Regions from separate parts of the Mus musculus genome. Here region 1 is linked to region 2. The links are chromatin contacts, called in public HiChIP or PLAC-seq maps. All regions are on one chromosome and are shown on one strand. Each heading gives the region's core, a stretch centred on a gene start, on an enhancer-like site or on the middle of the called end of the contact. The rest is flanking DNA. Distances are from core to core; before and after follow the strand shown. Region 1 overlaps Rbm47 (RNA binding motif protein 47). Region 2 has its middle 17 kb from the start of Chrna9.

Region 1 (3,521 bases), core at 290-2,789, 85 kb before region 2:
AGACAGTCAGTAAGCACCAAGCTAAAGGATAGGGGAGATTTGTGACTCTAGGTGGAATTTTATTATCATTATTATTGTAGCATTGATTTATTTTATTTGCATGGATGTTTTGCCTGCCTGTATGTCTGGACCACATGCATGTCTGTCCCCTTGGAAGTCAGAAGAGGGTATCAGGACCCCTAGAACAAATTATAGATGGTTGTGAACTGTCAGGTGGGTGCCAGAAATAGAACTTGGGTCCTCTGGAAGGACAGCTCCTACTCTTAACTGCTGAGTCATCTCTCCCACCCAGGGGGAAGACTTTTGACCACCTAGTTGTAGCTCACTGGTGGGAATATTCAAATCCCCGAATTCTCTTTAGCTCTTCTAGGCTGATACTATTATTCACTACTGCCCTGGGCTCTCCCTTCCTGCCAAGGCAGACCGGTAAGTCACTGCTCACCTAGTAAGGTCAGTGACCTTAGGTCTGTGACCACCTTTGGGGAAAGACTCCCCCAACCTAGAAAGAGCCACGTTACTGTATTATTTTTGCTCTTTCCTCCCTGGTTTCTAGTTATTTATAGTTCATATTTCAACAATTGATGAGAGAAGAAGAGGGAAATTCTAGATATTAGTCACTGGCTCCAAATCTATGATCAAATGTGTGTCCGAATCCAACCCTTGTCAAGGTCTGCACGATCAGAGGTTCTTACTCAGGTGCAGCCATTGGCTTCTCTCTACTCTCTCCACCAGCCAGCCACTTGGAGAAGCACGGCCTTAGCTGAGTCAAACATTTCTTAGCAACGCAGGGGGCGGGGTTGGGGGTGGGGTTCCGTTCACTTCCTCCTTGTGCTTGGCTTCCCCTCAATTCAGAGCGGGCTTGATTCGTCCAGTGAAGTTCTGTACTCCTTTCTCTGGACAAAGCAGCAAGGACATATCAGATTTGCCGTGGGAAATGTGTCGACGTGGTTAGGGTACAACAGGTGGCGTGCCCAACATAGCGAGTTCACCCCTGTAACCCAATATGCGAGGCAGACGACGTAGCCTCCCACGGTATCGGAACACCTGTAAAATGCGCGCGACCTTGGTGTAAACGGGGTGTGGTGAGCTGACCGTGCAGCATCGGGGCTTTTCCTTCAACCCTTTACGTGCTGAAGATTGTACAGATGAAAATTAAGTTGAGGGAAGCAGGGGGTCAAGGTGGAGAGAAGGGGGACACCTACTCTCGAAACCTAAGTCACCCCCCGGTGTGCATGTGTGTAGCAGGTGGTGGCGATTCTGTGGCTGAGTAATGAGAAAATCTGAAAGTGCACGATGTCCCTGGAGAGGAAGAGCTAAATGACTGAAAAAAAAAAAAAAAAAAAAGGGGTCACTGCAGCCGCTGAGCCTCATGATTCTTATGTGACTGTTGAGTCTTTTAAAAGATTAAAAAAAACTCTTTTTAAAAAAGACTTTATATTTAATTACACGCATGTGTGTGTTTGAGCCTGTGCGTGTAGGTGCCCTGAGTGGCCCAAAGAAAGAGGTCGTCAGATTCCTGGAGCTGGAGTTACAGACAGCTGTGAGCTGCGGTGAGCAGCTTGCTGGCTAAGAATCATCAAAAGGAGGCTCTGGCTTGCTGGCAGTCTCAGCATCCTCATCGATTTTAGGGAACTCGTATCCTGGGATATGATGAACAGTGTTCACTTTTGGTTTTTGTGAACCCATTGTATATTACCAGACTAAGCAAAACTAGCTTAGCAGAGATTTGAAGGTACCTTCTAGAATTCCTTTTATAAACAAGTCAATACTTACATGAATGAAGCCTTATTTTTCTTTTTAAAAGAATTTTATTACATTTCGTGTGTGTGTGTGTGTGTGTGTGTGTGTGTGTGTGTGTGTGTAGTCTCAAACTGTGAGTCCACATAAATCTTCCCTCCCTTAAGTAGCTTCTTGTCACATGTTTTTTTTTGGTCACAGCAACCAGAAAAATAAACCAACACACCAACCAGGGTCAATAAGGCCGGATGATAACTTGAAGCTTGCTCTCCTGCTGCCTTGGTTTGTGGGTAAGCAGAGTGCATCAGGCCAATGTTTGTCTGTTTCCAGAACATGTGCATGCATGTTTGCTTGCTTGGTACTGTACACGTTGAGAGTGTTTGTGACTTCCAGGAATGGGAAGAGGGCTGGGGACTTGGAGGTGGGGAAGATAGCAGGTGTAAGCTGCCCCCTCAAGGTTCCTCTGTGCAGGTGCTGTTGATCTCTGGTTATCATGCGCCACCTAGGTCCTTGCCCTATCCTGACAGTGCTGGCTCCAGGGTCCTGTGTATACAGCTAAGCATCTTCTGAGGGGAGGCTCTGTGTCTTCACTCGAGTAAGGTTTTGCTCTGAGGACAGAGTATTTGACTAATCTCTCCTGAGAAACTGTCATTTCTTATTCTCACCTGGGGGGGAAACCCATTTGTGAATATCTCTCTTGAAATGAGCAGACGAGTGCTGGAGAAACCTGGTCAGGAAGCAAGAAACCAGTATCATCTAAGTTACCCACGGATTCCCTCTGAACGCAGAAGAAGACCTTTTAGCAGCGGCAAGCGTAATCCCAGCACGTGGGTGGCAAATTTAGGCCAGCCTGAGCTACCCGTGCCCCTGTCTCAAAAACCTAACCAAACAACAAACCTCCAGCAGTGACCAATCTATTGTGCCTAGCAGTGTAATTAGTGAGGACCCATCCTTGTATAGTCTACTCAATTGTAAGCTTGTGCTGAGTATAGTTCTGTATGGCTGTAACCTCGAAGCCCATAACGGAGGGTTAGTTATTAGGTGTCAACCAAAGGCATCGTGTGGACACATTGAGGCCTCTCATCTCCTCAGGAGAGCCTAGGTTTCCTCTGTGATGTCATGGGGTCTTCATCCTCACTACTTGGTCACATCTTCCTGTCTCCAAGCAGTTGGTGAGTGTATGTGTGGTTCAGGGGTATGCCCTCAGTATCCAGCTCGTATCAGTAACTCTAGAATTGTTTGGGGGCTTGTGTGATCTTTGCTGGATAGATCTGACATCAGAAGTTTGCCCAAGGTAGCTAAGTTGCAAGGGATGGGGTTAGGGTTTGAATTCACTGTCTACCATACTCCAAAGCCTGTTTTCTTTCTGAGGCTTAGTCCTAGGCTTGCTGTGTGTAGGTGGTCTCTTGCCAATATCAGAGAGCATCGTCGGTGTGGAGATTAGAAGACTGAGGAATAGCTGGAAGGGAAAGATGAGGCAGGTGGCTGCTGAGTGAGGCTCAGACAAGAGGCTAATTACTACAGCAGTGCCCTCGCGCTGGGCTCCCACCCCCACCCTCAGCACGTGCACATGGGCACAGATACCGTGAGGGGACAGTCACACAGGGGCTGCTGAGCGGACATGGACCAGAGAAACCCTTTTGTTGCACTTCTATTCAGTGTGAGAATGACAGGGCTGGGACACTTAGCCATTCACCCAGGCCTAAAAATAGTGTCAGAATGGAGAAGTCTCTGGTGTTCTACATGGTAAGCATTTCCTTATAAATGTTTGAGTGTGAAATGAG
Region 2 (3,650 bases), core at 438-2,937:
TTCTTTTTCTTTTAGTGAAGATTCTGTGATCTCAATTAAATTAAAAAATAATTTCATCATTCAATGCATGTCTAGTATGAGCTGAACTGTGTCCCCTGGGATGATCACCTTTAATTGTCAACTTGATAAAACCTAGGGTCTGGAGAGATGGCTCAGTGGTTAAGAGCACTGACTGCTCTTCCAGAGGTCCTGAGTTCAATTCCCAGCAACCACACAGTGGCTCACAACCACCTGTAATGGAATTCGATGCCCTCTTCTGATGTGTCTCAAGACGGCTACAGTATACTTGCATACATACAATAAACAAATAAATATTTTAAAAAAGATAAAACCTAGAAAGACTGGGAATGTACAACTACCGATGAACAGCAGTATACATTGGGTGGGCATGTCTGGAAGACCCATCCCACTATGGGTAGAGTCATTACCTAAAGCAGGGGGTCCTGAACTGCGTGAGAGTAGAGCAATCGAGCTGAGCATGAGCAAGCAAGTGGGAATGCATGCATTCATTTTTCCCTGCTCTGGGCTGTGGATGTGATCTGACCACTGTCTCAAGCTCCTGCCCTGTCACTTGCCTGAGGTAATAGGCCATAACATGGAATGCTGAGCTAAAATAAAATTGCTTTTTGTCAGAGTATTTTATCGCAGCAATAGGAATGAAACTTGAAATCATTATAAAAATACAAAAGATATGTTGAAGGCCCCAGGCCCTAAGGCTTCTGAATGTGGTTTTATTTAGAAACAGGGTCTTTGGGGAGGCAGCCAAGTTAGAATAAGGTCATGCTGATGTCTGCATCTAGAGACTGTTGTTCTTATGAGAAGAGAATTTTGTAAATATATAGAGAGCCAGTTAAGGAGCACACTGTATGAGGATGTAAGAGCTGAAAACCAGGGAATGCAAAGGATTATAGGAAACTGTTGGGAGCTAGACAAAGCAAGGGCTCTTCCCTGGAAATGCCAAACAGCTGATTCCTGCCAGCAACTCCAATCTGAACCACAAGGAAACAAAATGTAGTTGCTCTAAGCCAGTGGTTGGTGGTGCTTGGTCATAGCAACCACCAGACCAAGTCCAGTGTGAAGACTGAGTAGGAAGACCAACAACAACAACAACAAACAAAACAAATGTGGACAAAAACAAAATCAAGAACAAAAAACCAAACCCCCAAGTCCCCATGAGCGAAGTGGCCACAGTCTAAGAGAAGACACGGTGGAGGACACTTTAAAAAGACAAACAGAGCCGGGTGTGGTGGCGCACACCTTTAATCCCAGCACTCGGGAGGCAGAGGCAGGTGGATTTCTGAGTTTGAGGCCAGCCTGGTCTACAGAGTGAGTTCCAGGACAGCCAGGGCTACACAGAGAAACCCTGTCTCAAAAAACCAAAAGAAAAAAAAATCCCCTCTACCCATTAACTGTAATAACCTGGTCCTTACTTTTTCTATATTTTTCTAGAAAACAATCATATTTGTATATATGTACATGTGTATGTAGTTATTATTTACTTTACAAAAATCCTGTCATATTTATAGGTTTTATTTTATGTCTCTCTTTTGTCAACCAAGACTTGTAGAACTCCCCCAATTTCCATCAGTAGATCCTTCAACATTTCTTTTGGTGACTAAACAATAATCCACGCTGTGACTCCAGTGCGTTTCACTCAGCCATTTCCTGTATTGCAAACTTGGTTTCAGTGGACAACTTTAGCCCTGTATTTCTTCTTTCTCTCTGGCTGTTGTCTCTAAAACAAGAAGTCCCTTAGGCAGCACCACTGGCAGCTTTTACCTGAGCTGGGGACCTGAGCTGGGGCTGGGGACCTGAGCTGGGGCTGGGGACCTGAGCTGGGGCTGGGGACCTGAGCTGGGGCTGGGGACCTGAGCTGGGGCTGGGGACCTGAGCTGGGGCTGGGGACCTGAGCTGGGGCTGGGGACCTGAGCTGGGGCTGGGGACCTGAGCTGGGGCTGGGAACCTGAGCTCAGCTCTTCATGCTTGCACGGCAGGAATTTTTAAGACAGAGCTAGCTCCCCGGCTCCCTATGTTTTGGTTTTTACAGTTGAGATTTTAGAGCAGTGGTTCTCAACCCGTGGGTCATGACCCCTTTGGGCATTGCTGCATATCAGATATTTACATTACAATTCAAAACAGTAGCAAAATTACAGCTAAGTAGCAGTGAACATGATTGTATGGTTGGGAGTCACCACAATACAAGGAACTGTATTAAAGGGTCACAGTGTTAAGAAGGTAGAGACCCGGGGCTGGAGAGATGGCTCAGCGGTTAAGAGCACTGACTGGCTCTTCTGAAGGTCCCGAGTTCAAATCCTGGCAACCACATGGTGGCTCACAACCATCCATAATGAGATCTGATGCCCTCTTCTGGTGTGTCTGAAGACAGCTACAGTGTACTTACATATAATAAATAAATAAATAAATCTTTAAAAAAAAGAAGGTAGAGACTCAAGTTAATTTTTGTGTATTATGTAAACAATGTCCTGATTTTATTTTATTTTCTGATAGGTAGCCTTTCTTCACTGATTTAAATTACTCCCATTTTCATAGTTAAATGCTTAAATAGACTGAGATTCCTTTTTGCTTTCTCTATTCATTTTTATAGAGTTTAGGGGCAGTATATTCGTTGCCCAATTCCAGTTTTTTGAGACAAGGCCTCACTGTAGTCCAGGCTGGCCTCCAACTTACAGCCATCCTTCTGTTTCAGTTTCCTCATTGCTAGAATATAAATATGACCCACCAAGCCTGGGCCTGATTTAAATTTGATTTTTTTTCCTCCTATCACTTCTAGTTTCTTCTCAAGCAAGAGGCTGTGCAGTTGCCTGTTCATATCTTTCTTGCCTGTTGGTCTTTTTAAAATATATATACTCTTTACTTATTATATTACTTACACTGTAGCTGTCTTCAGACACTCCAGAAGAGAGAGTCAGATCTCATTATGGATGGTTGTGAGCCACCATGTGGTTGCCGGGATTTGAACTCGGGACCTTCAGAAGAGCAGTCAGTGCTCTTAACTGCTGAGCCATCTCTCCAGCCCCCTGCCTTTTGGTCTTTGATACTCCTTTGTCCACACATACTTCAAAATTCAGAGTCATGGGCAAGTATATGTGACTAGCTCAGACTGAGTTACAAATTCAGTCAGTCTTCTTATTTCTCTTTTACCAGCAAACAGCTACAACGCCCCTGACTGCTCTCTGTCACATCTCAGAGCCCTGGAGGCAAGAGAAACCCTAAGAAGGTTTGCCAAGAAGACAGTCTACACCCCTGGGGTGAACACAAGGACACTTCTTGAAGTAGCAGAAAACAAAACCCACAGTTTTATTCACTGTCCCTTTAAGGAAGCTGGCTTCTATCCTGTAAGCGTTTAGTTTGCCATTTAAAAGTTTTAAGTGGAAGAATCCCAAGATAAGTTTGGCAGGAGTGAGGAAGACAAAGTGGATGGAGAGTGGGGTAAGAAAAAAACAGTGCAACCATTGTGATTGTCTCAATGACGACAAAGACCTGAAATGAGGCCATTGTCAGAGGCATACAGAGAATCAGGCAGATATGAAATGGGCCAGCGATTGGTCTGTTGTTGGTTGGATAAGCATCCAGAAGACTTGGCACCTGGCTTCTAGCCTGGATAATGGAGCTGATGCAGGAAGGGTGAG

The links. HiChIP or PLAC-seq counts read pairs in DNA pulled down with a chosen protein or histone mark.
Region 1: a contact with region 2 is called in an H3K4me3 HiChIP or PLAC-seq map of bone marrow-derived macrophages, with 2.2 times the contacts expected there. The contact joins two enhancer-like sites. A contact is called at or near these places in 2 of 39 promoter capture datasets (embryonic stem cells and trophoblast stem cells), 2 of 15 datasets of contacts at CTCF or cohesin (CD8 T cells and the NIH/3T3 cell line), 23 of 484 Hi-C or Micro-C datasets (CD8 T cells, the G1E-ER4 cell line, Th1 cells and 5 more), 13 of 115 datasets of contacts at active chromatin or transcription factors (CD8 T cells, acute myeloid leukemia, bone marrow-derived macrophages and 3 more) and 4 of 9 other capture datasets (adipose tissue, embryonic stem cells, liver and 1 more).

Annotation. Positions count from the first base shown.
Region 1 is chr5:66,067,304-66,070,824 of GRCm38.p6, reverse strand. The region is part of intron 3 of Rbm47 (RNA binding motif protein 47); the gene reads left to right. Among named protein-coding and RNA genes, the nearest start is that of Gm40310, 59 kb to the right of the region's middle. Within about 2 kb of position 1,539, at least 135 of the 459 cell types and tissues checked have an H3K27ac peak or open chromatin away from gene starts, as enhancers often do. A contact at or near this core is called in bone marrow-derived macrophages, where this site is marked.
Region 2 is chr5:65,982,283-65,985,932 of GRCm38.p6, reverse strand. No RefSeq gene overlaps it. Among named protein-coding and RNA genes, the nearest start is that of Chrna9, 17 kb to the right of the region's middle. Within about 2 kb of position 1,687, at least 10 of the 459 cell types and tissues checked have an H3K27ac peak or open chromatin away from gene starts, as enhancers often do. A contact at or near this core is called in bone marrow-derived macrophages, where this site is marked.